Linked DNA regions of Mus musculus: all the other regions are linked to region 4. The links are chromatin contacts, called in public Micro-C and promoter capture Hi-C maps. All regions are on one chromosome and are shown on one strand. The core of a region is the stretch at or near the end of the contact, and the rest is flanking DNA. Distances in the headings are between cores, read along the strand shown.

The links. Promoter capture Hi-C pulls out the DNA fragments that hold promoters and counts their contacts. A called contact is a pair of places that touch in the nucleus more often than the background predicts.
Region 1: a promoter capture Hi-C map of hippocampal neurons shows a contact between it and region 4, with 6 times the contacts expected there. The contact joins the enhancer-like site here to the promoter of Dlx1 in region 4. A contact is called at or near these places in 5 of 39 promoter capture datasets (the C10 cell line, hippocampal neurons, liver and 1 more) and 1 of 9 other capture datasets (embryonic stem cells).
Region 2: a Micro-C map of embryonic stem cells shows a contact between it and region 4, with 13 times the contacts expected there. The contact joins the promoter of Lrp2 here to the promoter of Dlx1 in region 4. A contact is called at or near these places in 4 of 39 promoter capture datasets (embryonic stem cells and liver), 10 of 484 Hi-C or Micro-C datasets (all in embryonic stem cells), 3 of 115 datasets of contacts at active chromatin or transcription factors (all in embryonic stem cells) and 1 of 9 other capture datasets (embryonic stem cells).
Region 3: a promoter capture Hi-C map of liver shows a contact between it and region 4, with 4 times the contacts expected there. The contact joins the promoter of Ola1 here to the promoter of Dlx1 in region 4. A contact is called at or near these places in 3 of 39 promoter capture datasets (hippocampal neurons and liver), 1 of 115 datasets of contacts at active chromatin or transcription factors (kidney) and 3 of 9 other capture datasets (adipose tissue, embryonic tail and liver).

What each region holds. Positions count from the first base shown.
Region 1 is chr2:73,394,117-73,397,003 of GRCm38.p6, forward strand. All of the region lies in intron 2 of Gm13707 (a long non-coding RNA gene), which reads left to right. Among named protein-coding and RNA genes, the nearest start is that of Gm13707, 8.7 kb to the left of the region's middle. Within about 2 kb of position 1,580, at least 7 of the 459 cell types and tissues checked have an H3K27ac peak or open chromatin away from gene starts, as enhancers often do.
Region 2 is chr2:69,584,662-69,587,667 of GRCm38.p6, forward strand. It overlaps Lrp2 (low density lipoprotein receptor-related protein 2), which reads right to left and starts at 1,368. Exons shown (of 79, transcript NM_001081088.2): 1 at 1,154-1,368. The coding sequence starts at 1,232.
Region 3 is chr2:73,212,998-73,216,001 of GRCm38.p6, forward strand. It overlaps Ola1 (Obg-like ATPase 1), which reads right to left and starts at 1,450. Exons shown (of 11, transcript NM_025942.2): 1 at 1,289-1,450.
Region 4 is chr2:71,527,877-71,530,917 of GRCm38.p6, forward strand. Dlx1 (distal-less homeobox 1) reads left to right here and starts at 1,569. Exons shown (of 3, transcript NM_010053.2): 1 at 1,569-2,430. The coding sequence starts at 2,118. It also overlaps Dlx1as.

The DNA of each region.
Region 1 (2,887 bases), core at 330-2,829, 1.9 Mb after region 4:
AGACTGTCACTTAAACCAGTGCAGCCAGGTTTACAATTCTCCCCAGTTGTTCCAACAGTCAATAGTCATCCTAGCAAAAGAGCCATCTTGGAAATGAAGTTACCTGTGCTCAGAACCAAGCCCTGCCGGGCTTGTTTTCTTCTTTCCAGATGACTGGTACTTAGGTGGGCCCAAGTGATGATTCTTCTTCCCAGCATCTGCCTTCCCATTTGTCACCACACCCCTCCCAGAGGAAGGGGGAGGGGAGTAAGGTGAGATGGAAAGAGCTACTTAGGCTGCTGGCAGATGGCAGGCGGTCCTTTCCTACCTCACTAACCTGTGCCCTTTTCTTCCAAGTCAGCTTCCTCAGTATAACAGCACACACTGGTACATATTCCTGCCATTTGGAATATATCCTCCCTGGAATAGCCCAGAAGTCCACTGCCCTGAGATCTTGGATTCCAAATCTCAGACTCTCCTCTGTGCCATGCTGTGCATCCCTTTGCAGTGTTCTACATAAAGGCAAGGTTTATGATCTACAACATCTCAGGCCACAGAGATCCTACCTGTCACAGAGTCCTGGCCACCCCACAGAAGTGCCCAAAACAGCATCAGGAATTGAGAGGCAGAGGCAGGGGATATAGCTCCTTTGGTAGAGTGTTTGCCTCATATGCGTGGTACACTGGGTTCCATCCTCAGGACCGCATAAATTGGCTGGAGTGGTATACACCTACATCGTCAACAATTAGGGAGTAGAGGCAGGAAGATCAGAAGTTCAAAGGTCATTTTTGGCTATAGAGCAACTATAAGACCTTGTCTTTCAGAAGGGAAGGAAGGGAAGAATAGATGGAGGGAGGAAGGAAGCAGGAAAGGACAGACAGGAAGGGGGGGGAGGAAGGAGGAGAGGGAAGGACGAAGGAAGGATTGATTGATTGATTGTGTCTGAAGCTTTCTTCCACTTTCTTACAGCCTCATGTTCTAAGAGTACTCAATGTTCCCTCTTTTCACATAAACCTCAACCCAGCCAACCCAAGTTACCTTTTTCCTTCAAGCCTTGCGAGTCACTGCAGTTACAGTTTGCACTTCTGTCCTGGGCATAAGCACTGCATTACTTAGGAGTGACAAACTCAGGCTTCTGCAGGAGATTTATGCATCGGTCGCCAGGAGCCAGCATGTGCCTTGACCCAGGTGAATGGACTCTCTGCCTATCCAGACACCTTGCTGACTCTAGTAGAGTAGCCACTGGGGATTCCTAGATGACGTGTCTCCTGAGGAGAACCCGGCTTCTGGCAGCCCTTCCTCACTCTTCAGAACTGTTGGGCTCTTTGGTAGGCACTGGACTGTCTAGAAAATCTTAAAGCATATTGTGTTTGTTTAATTTCTACTGTTCACATAATGAATTACAAAGACTGCAGTGACTTGAAACCTCGTGAACTCACTGCTTTACAACTCTGGAAGTCAGTGGCCCCACACCTGGGTTAGAGTCAAAGCCTCCATAGGGCTGCTCTCTTCCAAAGGTTTTAGGGAAGCGTTGCAGCCCAGGTTCTAGAAGCCACCCACGTTCCTTGGCCTTTGACCCTCTTCCTCAATTTTCAAAACCAACAGTGTTGCAAAGCCCTGGCCTTTCTTCCATGGCATCATGTTCCTGTGACCGCAGCTCATGCACACAGTCTCTACTTTGAATGTTTATGCTGGGTTCACCTGGGTAATCCCGGAAGCTCTCTCCATCTCAAGGCCCCTGGCTAATCACTCATCGGCTTTGAGTGCTTCCTTGAGTCCCTCTGTCGTGTAAGTTCACAGGCTCTGCATACTCCGTCATCCAAATGCACTGGTTTCTGGCTGTCCTTGTAAGTTCTTGTTTTCTGTCTCCACCTGTCTGTCTCTTCAATTTCAGGGACAACACTTTATCCCAAGACTCTGCTTCTCTGATAGATCTAGTGAAGTTGTTGGGTTTTAGTATTATTATCATCATTATTATTCATTAGAATGGCACTTCCCAGCTCCTTCCTTATTTGTTGAAACTGGAATCACAACCAGACCTCTCCAGCTGCCCTCTTTTTAATGTCGCTCCTCTCATTGCCGTGTGCTCAGAAGCTCAGAGCAGGACGTTATGTCAGACTCTCTGCCAGGCACATTTGTTCTTCATAACGTTTGAGAATTTCTTCTTGTAACCTTTTTCTCTCCAGCTTTTCATTCTGACATTCGAGATACTCTAAACTTCATGTTGCCTCCCGCTTCTTAACTTGAAAATAACAATAATGCCCTATTGCTTAACGGAGATCATTTAAAAGTAACACTTTGTCGAGTTGGGTGCTGGAGATGGGTGTGCAGAAGAGAAGGTCCCCCTCCACCGTCTTGCACCCATTGAACCCTGAATTCCTGAGAAATGGCTTTCCTCTGCATTTGAATCGTCCTCGCCTCTTTTGGAAACCCTCTCTGGCTTTCCTCTCACAACCCCAGACTTCATCTTCCTCTCACAACCCCAGTTGCCCCTCCTTTGAATCTCTCTCTTTCCATTTTCACTCCTCTTTCCAATAGTCCTCTTCTTACCGGTGAAATTTGAAGAATGTCAATGAGGCTGGCCTTTCTTCCCAGCAGTTTCCATCTGTGTCACCTGCCCACTCACCCCCTGGGACTCCCAGAAGCTTCATGTCATTGGATTGGCCCAATCAGTCCTACCTCAGCCTCTAAGAAGAGCTTTGCCATCTATCATCTGGGTAACCTTCCTCTCCCTTTTTGTTCTCCATCCAGTACCTCCTCCATGCCAAGCTACAAGCCACAGCTTCTTCCTAGTCATCCAGTTCTTACAGGTTTTTTTTTTCCGTCCTCAGTATTCTTCCAGTTTTACACGGCATTTTATAGACCTGGTTATAGAATTTTGTGGTGAGCTAGTTCACTTCTTTCCTTA
Region 2 (3,006 bases), core at 118-2,617, 1.9 Mb before region 4:
GTGATCTAGGGAAATCAATTTATTGCTTTGACTAATCCTGCAACAATAGGGGTTTCATTTTTATTGTAGGGCAATTAAGTTGTCCGACGGGAAAGAGCGGGAGGGGAAGTGGGGACTGGCCCATCCCCACAGACAGATTAGTCCCTGCAGAGGCTGCAGCGTCCGTTCTGTCTGTCTGGTGGTCGGTCACACGCAGCACCAGGCTGCTACCTAGCAACGAAAGCCAGGGAGAGAGCTCGTGGGTTCTCCTTGAGTCAGTCTCTCTCTCTCTCTCTCTCTCTCTCTCTCTCTCTCTCTCTCTCTCTCTCCCTCCCTCCCTCCCTCCCTCCCTCCCTCCTTCCTCACTTTGCTTTCCCGTTTTCTCCATTCCTTTCAACTTGTCTCTCATTTTCTTCTCTTATAGTTTTCTATTCTAAATAATTTCCTCCCTTTCCTCTCTCTCCCTGTTTCACGGGGAAGGAAAAAAAAAAAACCTCCCGGACAACTTGAAAAAGTTTGTAGTCACTTTAGAAACTTTCTGCATTCCAGTCCCCAAACTCAGGCGCAGCTAACCAGCTCCATTCATCAACACAAAAGCACCCGCTCTGGGTAGGAAAGGGAAAGCCTTCAAGAAAAGTACTCTAGTGTATCAGCCGCTTCCTCTGCCAATCCCACCTCCCCGCCTTATCTGGGCTCGTAAACGATCGGTATCATGAGATGCGGTCTCATGGGGGTCACCGCGGGACAGGGTTTCGCCACTGATGGAAGGAGGCTCTGGCCGGCGGCCCCTGGCGCACGGTGGGATCGGATCTCCCGCGCCGGCTGGACGCTGCAGGTGGAAAGCGGCGCTGGGAGCGGCGTGGAGGACCGCCCCGCCCCAGCCAGAAGAAAGCTGCAGACCCACGCGGGAGACCCTCGTACTCCAGGTTCCATCCTGGAAAGCCTTGAGGGTCAGGACTAATTCCCGTGGGAACAAAGGCACGATAGCCGTGGGACGAGCTGTCACCGAAACCGGTGCGTCCGCGTTCCCCAACCAGTACAAGAAGCGGCGCTGCAGTCATCTCTCCTGGGGTCACCGGAGCGCTCAGCCGGAGCAGCTCCGCAGCCGCCCACCCTCGTCCGGCTCAGCTCCGCAGCGACTATGGTGGCGTAGCGCGGGCAGGTGACCGCTTACCTTGGCCACTGACTGGCGCCAGGCAGGCAGCGATCGCCAGCAGCAGCATCCATGCCGCCGCCGCGGCCCCGCGCTCCATCGCGGAGACGGCCCCGGGCCTCGCCGTTCCTTCCCCGGGAGGTGGGCGCGCGTCGCAGCGGGCACAGGCAGGTTACTCCGCTCCGGAACAGGAGTCTTGCTCAGCAGCAGTCGCTGGCTCCTAGAGGCAGAAAGCCGGTCCCGGCGCCTGAGGCATCCCGTTTTCTACCCGCGCCAGTCCCCACCCTCCAGACAGTGCATAAAGCCCTCTAGACCAGACCGCCCCGGAACTAGCATGCGGGAATCCAGTGGGCCAGGCCCCCTACTGCCCGGCCCGCCCCCTGCACTTTGCGACTCTGGGAGGAGTGGGCCCTCGGACACTTGCGCGCTAGCACATGCACACTCCACAAGCGCGCTCGCTCGTGCATGCTCTCACCCAGGAGCACAGGCTCCGGGAACACAAAACTGCCTCCCACGCTGGCGAGCGCCCACCCCTCGCTCGCACGAGCACACACACTCCAAGGTCCTATTCAATCACTGACAATAATCGCCGCTGCTCACATTCGGAGCAAGGGCTTGGCCTCGCCACTCAGAGGGATGGCTAGACGGGGCGAGGAAGAAATTGGCCACGGACACAAACTCTAAAACGTTATCACCGGTGGGAAGGAATGGAGAAAGGGGGGAAGTCAAGAGCAGCGACTAAAAAAAGAAAGAAAGAAAGAAAGAAAGAAAGAGAAAAGATGAAAAGGGAAAGAAAAAGAACAAATGGGGAAAGGGGAGCAAGGAAAGGGGAAGAGAAAGAAGGGGGAAGAAAAGAAAAGGCAGAGGGTGTTTTAGTGCGGGTCTTTCATCTCAACACTCGGGAGACAGAGACAAGTGGATCTCTGTGAGTTTGAGGCCAACCTGGTCCACACAGTTCCAGGACAGCCTGGGCTATGTAGAAAGAACCTGTCTCAAAAAGAAGGGAAGAGGGAGGGAGGGAGGGAGGGAGGGAGGGAGGGAGGGAGGGAGGGAGGGAGGGAGGGAGGGAGGGAGGACCAGAAAAAAGCTGGACAGAGCCAAGCCGCCTGACCTCCTTGCCTCGGTGTGAACTCGCTAAGCTGCCTCGGGGCCCTCCTCCCCCTGACAGGGTGCAGGCTACCCAGATGGGGTAGCTTGTGTTTTTATAGTCAGAGAGGAGATTCTATCATTGCTCTGGAGGCCATAACTATCTGGCTCCCCAAGCGTCAGGTGTCAGTCATGCCAGACAGCGTCTCCTACAGTTCTGTTCATTTCGAAACAAAACTTGGGGGAGGGGTTGTTTTCTCCGCAATGCCAATAATGAGAGAAACACCAGGAATTCGGGAGAACTCTATGGTTCCCCTCGGGGACCACACTGAACCTGTTAACTGGGAGACAACCCTCTTTAAGAGAGTGGACCTTACACGAGCCCTTCAGACCCCGGTCTTCAGTTCCGCAGTGCCGAGACGAGTCAGTCGGTGCAATTGGTTGCTCTAGGAGCCCCACCGGAGGACCCGGCTGATTCTCAGCCTGATCATCCCAGAATCTTCTGCCCCAGTCGCTGCAGCAAGCCCATAGAGCCCTAGACCATTTTCCTAGAGTCGTTTTCCTTAAGCAAAAGGGCTGTGATGTAGGAAAGGCGGCTATCCACGTGGTGACAGAGCAGGGTCCCTCTGCCTTCCCTCCCTGGAGCGATGGCCTGCCAGTTACTGCCCTCCTCTTCTCCCCCCTGCAAGTATAGTCTGGACCTCTGCTGACCACAACAGCGAGTGCAGCGTGGCTTAGGCTGGCAAGCCTTGGGGATGGGGGACAAATTAGGTGTTGCTTTTGGAAGA
Region 3 (3,004 bases), core at 200-2,699, 1.7 Mb after region 4:
AACAAAACACATGTCTGTATACAGAATATATTACTGGGTAGTAGACAAGAAAACCTACTGTCTGTACCAATCCACAACTAAAATATGAGCAAAACCCATACTTTTTTTGAGGGGAGGGTCTCTGTAAACAGATCTGATTCTAAAATGTGTACATGTATCACTTCTGAGTAGTCCCAGAAACACTGCAGCAGCGGGAATCAAAGATAAACTTAAAACTTAGTTCCAATCCTCCGTGCTGGCTGCCGACAACCGCCTTCTTAACCTGTCATAGTATTTGAAGGAAAGCATTTGGAAGGAGAAGAGACACAAGTCTAAGGAAGCCCATTACAGAAACACCAGCAACCATGTCACCTCTCGCCAATCATTCCTCCACCGCTTGGAACCCGCCTCTCTCCACAACTCAGCGTTCACCACACTGATGGTCACTACTAGGCCTGGAGGTCCTTCGAAGCCAGACCTTTTTGCCTTTGACACTGTAGGTAAGCTTACCGTCAGTCCTTATTAAACAGTTTTTGAAACCCACACTCTACACTGGATACTTTGAAGGCACTCACCTTGTCGTTCCTTTTCAAGATCCAACCTAGAGCTTTCATGTATGCTAAAAGCAAGCGCTCTACCAGTAGGCTATATACAGCCCTATTTCAAATACCTTTTGATTGACAAGTCCAAACTTTCTGTCTTTTCTTGTCCTGGCTCCAAGGTCCACTGTGCAAAATTGATCTCACTTTTAACACTGCAACAGGAACCTACGAGGAACTGCAACCTTGCGCGTCTTAGAACCTGGAAACTAAAACTGTCCCTGCCTTCTGGCTGGTTGGACCTCCTAGAGCCACGCTGCTCCTCCCTCCTTCTCCCCACTCCGCCTGCTCCAGAAGTGATACTCCAACCTGTAATCCCAGACCGGGAGGCCAAGGATCTCCCATTTTGGGGATCCTGACACCTGTTCCGGGCCTCCAATGAACAGCTGCATGGGGAGAGCCCGTCCAGTCCTGGAGCCTACAAGGGGTGACCTACAAGGGGTGCCCCCGCAGTCCAGCCAAGCAGGACCTCCGCACACCACCCTTCCCCTCCTGACCCGGCATTGGCGTCCCGCCCTGAGGCAAGACTTTCCCCCAGACTGCGGCGAGAGCCAATCTCGTGGCCGCGCGGCCTAGTCCGAGGGCGCCTCATTCATCCACATGCCCCAAGCTGTCCGCTGCCCTCAGCCCGTCCCGGCGGCCGGTCTCCGGCCTAGCGCCAGCCTCGGAACCACTGGCCCGGGAGCCCACGGGCTCCTTCGGGGACTCACCGTGCACCGGGCTAACGATCGCACGGGGTCCCGGACTGCAAAGACCGGTGTCGCCGGCAGCCGGAGGTGGGGAAGAAGGCGGAGAGAGCGCAAGCCCGGCCCTCCGCCGAGCCGCACGCACGACGGCAGAGGCGACGGAACGGGCGGGCCGGGGCGGCACCTGTGCGCAGGCCACGCCCCCACAGGGTCACGCCCATTGGCCCGGATGCCCGGGCCCGGATGGGCGGGGCCTACGAGGAGGAGGGCGCTCAGCAGCACCGGGTTTCTGCGTCTCTCTACACGTGGGCTTCCACCGAGCCTCCAGGTTTCTTTCAGCTCCACTGCTCCGGTTCCGGGCTCCTGCTTCGTCTGGGATCTATCTTGTCCCTGACTGATCGTGCCCAGATCAGCCTTTGCTACCTGCACGGAGCCGCCCTTCTCCCCTTTCCAGTAACTTCTTTCAGATGGGTTAACGATGAGAAGCCATTAAACTTTCTTCAAGGGAAAAATGGACCAAGGAAAATTTCGGATCCAAGACGCACTTAACAGCCACAGAAGTGCATAAAACATTTAAAGAGTCACCATCTTCTTCCTCGTCGCCGCACATACATCCCTTTCCTCTGCGAGGTTAAGAACTATGAGAAGGAAACATGATTTCTTCCTGGTTCTAAAATGAGACTACTGCGATCCATCTCATAAGGCTATTGGTAGGATTAAATCAAATAATATGTATAAAGTCACCTTCTAACTACACTATGAGCTCCACTGGGACAAAAAGGTGTTTATTAGGTTTTCTCCAATGACTTTCAAGTATTTGTTACAGTGAATGTCCAGAAATTATAATTTTTTTTCAAACATACCAGTTGCAAATAAAAGAAAAGAGTGTGAATTGGTTGCTAATCCCCAATTTGCAGATGACAGAATAGTATCAGAAAAGTATCAGGTAAAGTTTCACAACTAAACTAGTGACAGAAGACACATGTCAAACCCTGATCTCTCTGCAAAAATCTGAGTTTTTTTTTTTAATTATGTTTATTGCCTATTGTATGTGTGCTTGTGTGGATTCGCTCTTGTATACAACAGTTCTGGTGAGGTCAAAGAACAGCTTGGAGTCAGTTCTCTCGTACTTTGCAGGTTCTGAGAATGAAACTCAGATTCGTAAGGCTTAGCAGCAAGCACCTCTCCATACTGAGCCATCTCACAGATCTAGAACTCTTCACTTTCTGTCAGAAACTTTTTGAATGGTGTGACTGACAAGCAGCAGCTGAGCCACTGTTTGTAATAAAATTGCATTAAGGTTTTTCTGTCACCCCGTGAGAGTGATCTTAGGAAAGCCTTAGAGCTCTTTTGATACATTTTAAAGACAGGGTCTTTGTCTTTAGTTTTGCTATTGGTTAAAGATTGTTACTGTCAAAGCAGTCACGTAAGTCCTTACTTTCTACAGTTACTAATGCACTACACACTCAGCCTAGTATCCTTGTCATCATTGTATGTGTAAAATAGACCCCAGGGATAAGCAGTACACAGCTTGTAACCGCCATCGAGCTAACGCACATGAACAGCACAGAGGTCTGAGACATTAAAAAATAACGCTATTTTCAATTACTCTGATCCCCCCCCACACACACACACACACACATATCATGGCTTTATTATGTAGCTGTGCCTTCCTCTGCTCTCATCCCCTAGCTAACAACCAAAAGCCAACTGCAGCTCTAGACACTACTAAAATGTCAG
Region 4 (3,041 bases), core at 319-2,818:
AACATGCTGCATGAAATGTTTCTGCGCACAGCCTCATGCCTTTAATCAGAAGAGGAAATCTTTAGGCAGGAGCTGCTGCTGAAGGAGAGAGAGAGAGAGAGAGAGAGAGAGAGAGAGAGAGAGAGAGAGAGAGAGAGAGAGAGAGAGAGAATGAGAATGAATCCCCTGTACTCATATCTGTAACGACATCACCGATGTAATTTGTTTTGAATGTTCATTTTTATTGGTGTTCCCTCTGCCAAAATGTGCTTGATTACAGAGGTCTCCCTGTGATCACTGTGCACTCCAGATAGGGGAAGGTGCCGCGGCGCAGGTTCAGCTCAGGCCAGATCAAATCCCCGGGCTGTTTAACGCTGAAAGGCTGCATGTTGCTATTAGTGTTAAATATATGGCTAATTATGCGTATGAAAATTAAACATCAGTGTTATGCTAATGGGGCGCCTTCAGCTGCGGATCTGAGCACTTGAGACTACCATTTAATCAAATGAATCAGTAACTAATACGTGTGCACGTGTGAACTTTCACAAGATCATTTCCCCCGGTCCCCGTCACACCGCTAAATTATGAAAGAAATAATTATCAACACTTTCTAATTACCTAACAAAGTAATTTGGGATTCATCGTGGGGCTGGCGGGATTGGGAACCAACAGTCCCTAGCAACCAGCGTAGTTTGCGCCACGCGAGGTGGTGTGTGGTAGTAGTGGGGGGGTGGAGTGCGAGAGAATCTTTTGTGCACTTTTCAACACTTGCACCCAGATGGTAGACAGCGCGCTTTGGCAGCTCTTTCCTTCACCAGCTTCCCCACCTCACCCCCGGGCCCGGAGGCTCCAGCTTTGGCCACTGGAGGTGAGGAAGAGATCGGGCGACAGAGAGGGGCATATCTAAACACAAATATTCAAGCCTACCACTGATCAGGATTTGCTGAGGGTGTCGGTGTCTCCCTAGGACTCCCAAACCCCAAGTACTCTGGCCAGACCCCAGGAGGTCGGAAAATGACCACCTGGCAGGAGTTCGATGCACCAGCCACCAGGCGACTGCGGGCCCTCAGGACTCCACGCTGAGCCGCGCCCTCGGGGCGAGTGAGCCCGGGGCTCGTGGCTCAGGGGGAGTGGAGAGGGGAGGGGGAGGCAGGAAGGTTGGGAGGGAAAGGAGGGGGGAGGCGGTGCGGCCGCCTTTCCTGGGTGGAGAAGCGTGGGTTCCTGGCTCTCCACGCGCACTGCTTTGATCAGACCCGTGCAGCCTCGAGCTGGAGTGGCCAGCTGGGCCTGGAGAGATGCGAGCAAGCCCCTGGGAACGGTGGCAACGGCGGGGCGGCGGCCGAGTGAGTGAGTTGGGCCAGAGGGCCCCCAAACCCAGATCCCCGGGATGTGGCCGAGAGAACCCCAACCTGGGAGGCGCGGCCTGGAGCGCGCTGAGCTAGGCACAAGACGCTCAGAAGGACCGCTGGCTGCAGGCTACCTGGGTTGTCGCCCAGTGCGCGACTCCGCGATCCAGAGACCGCGGCCGGACTCTGGAGCGGCGCTCCGCACCGGACTAGGTGACCTCAAGAAGAAGTGGTCCGGGGTCCCAGGCGTTGGGGGCGGGCGAAGGGTGGGGACAGCAAGGGGGAGGGCGACGGCAGGGCGCGGCTGGTTGGTTTCTGGGGCGGGAAGCGCGCGAGGGAGGCGGGAGGCTGGAGTCGCGCGCCTTCGAGGTTCCTGCGCGGACGCCGCAGCCCATTGTGCGTCCCGCTCCGCGCGCTCTGTTGCAGAGGAGCCCCGGCCGGGACGTGTGGACCGGATTCTCCCCAGGCCGGGCCGCGTCGCCCGCTCTAGTCCAGCCGAGCCCGAGCTTCTCGGACCAATCCCCGGTGATTATGCAAGAGAGCCGACCAATCAGCTCCACCAGCTCATGAATATTTATGACCTTGGCTGAGTCAAAGCTTTGAACCGAGTTTGGGGAGCTCGGCAGCATCATGCTTAGACTTTTCAAAGAGACAAACTCCATTTTCTTATGAATGGAAAGTGAAAACCCCTGTTCCGCTTAAATTGGGTTCCTTCCTGTCCTGAGAAACATAGAGACCCCCAAAAGGGAAGCAGAGGAGAGAAAGACCCACACCCAGACCCCGCGAGAAGAGATGACCATGACCACCATGCCAGAAAGTCTCAACAGCCCCGTGTCGGGCAAGGCTGTGTTTATGGAGTTTGGGCCGCCCAACCAGCAAATGTCTCCTTCTCCCATGTCCCACGGGCACTACTCCATGCACTGTTTACACTCGGCGGGCCATTCGCAGCCCGACGGTGCCTACAGTTCGGCCTCATCCTTCTCCCGACCGCTGGGCTACCCCTACGTCAACTCGGTCAGCAGCCACGCGTCCAGCCCCTACATCAGTTCCGTGCAGTCCTACCCCGGCAGCGCCAGCCTCGCCCAGAGCCGCCTGGAGGACCCAGGTACGTGCGCTTGCCAGGGACAAGGAGAGAAGGGAAGGAGAATAGGAGAGAGGGGGAGAAGGGGAGGGGGAAAGAGAAAAGACAAGAGAGTGTGGGGTAGAGAGGTGGGTGGGGGTGGGGAAAGCGCGGAAGTAGTAGAGGTTTCGGATATCAATCTGTGGATCCTTGTCACTGAAAAGAAAAAAATTATAAGTCAATTCAATTTACAACTGTCCAGCAAAGGATAAATCCGAGCGCGTCTCCTGGCACTGGCTGGGCCTCTGGGCCGCTCGGTGCGCCGAGCACACAATGCCCTGCTGGAAAACAGAAACCCACATGTGCACGTATTAGTCTCGGTAATTATTTATTGCGTAGCGCTATAAACAATGTATGCAATTAAGGGTAATTAAACCTCAACTACCGCCTGCAAAAAATAGCAAACTTTCTCTGCAAAGGCAATAGCTGCGCTCTTGGGAACGACCCAATTCTGTCTGCAGCAGCCAGGGACGTGCGCTCGGACCTTGAGGGACCTTCGCAGTCTTTCAGGGTTTCTTGAACGTTCTTTTCCGGACCCTACTTCTGCCAACCCATCCATAGACATTCATTCTCGTCCCTCCTCACTAAAGGCAGTG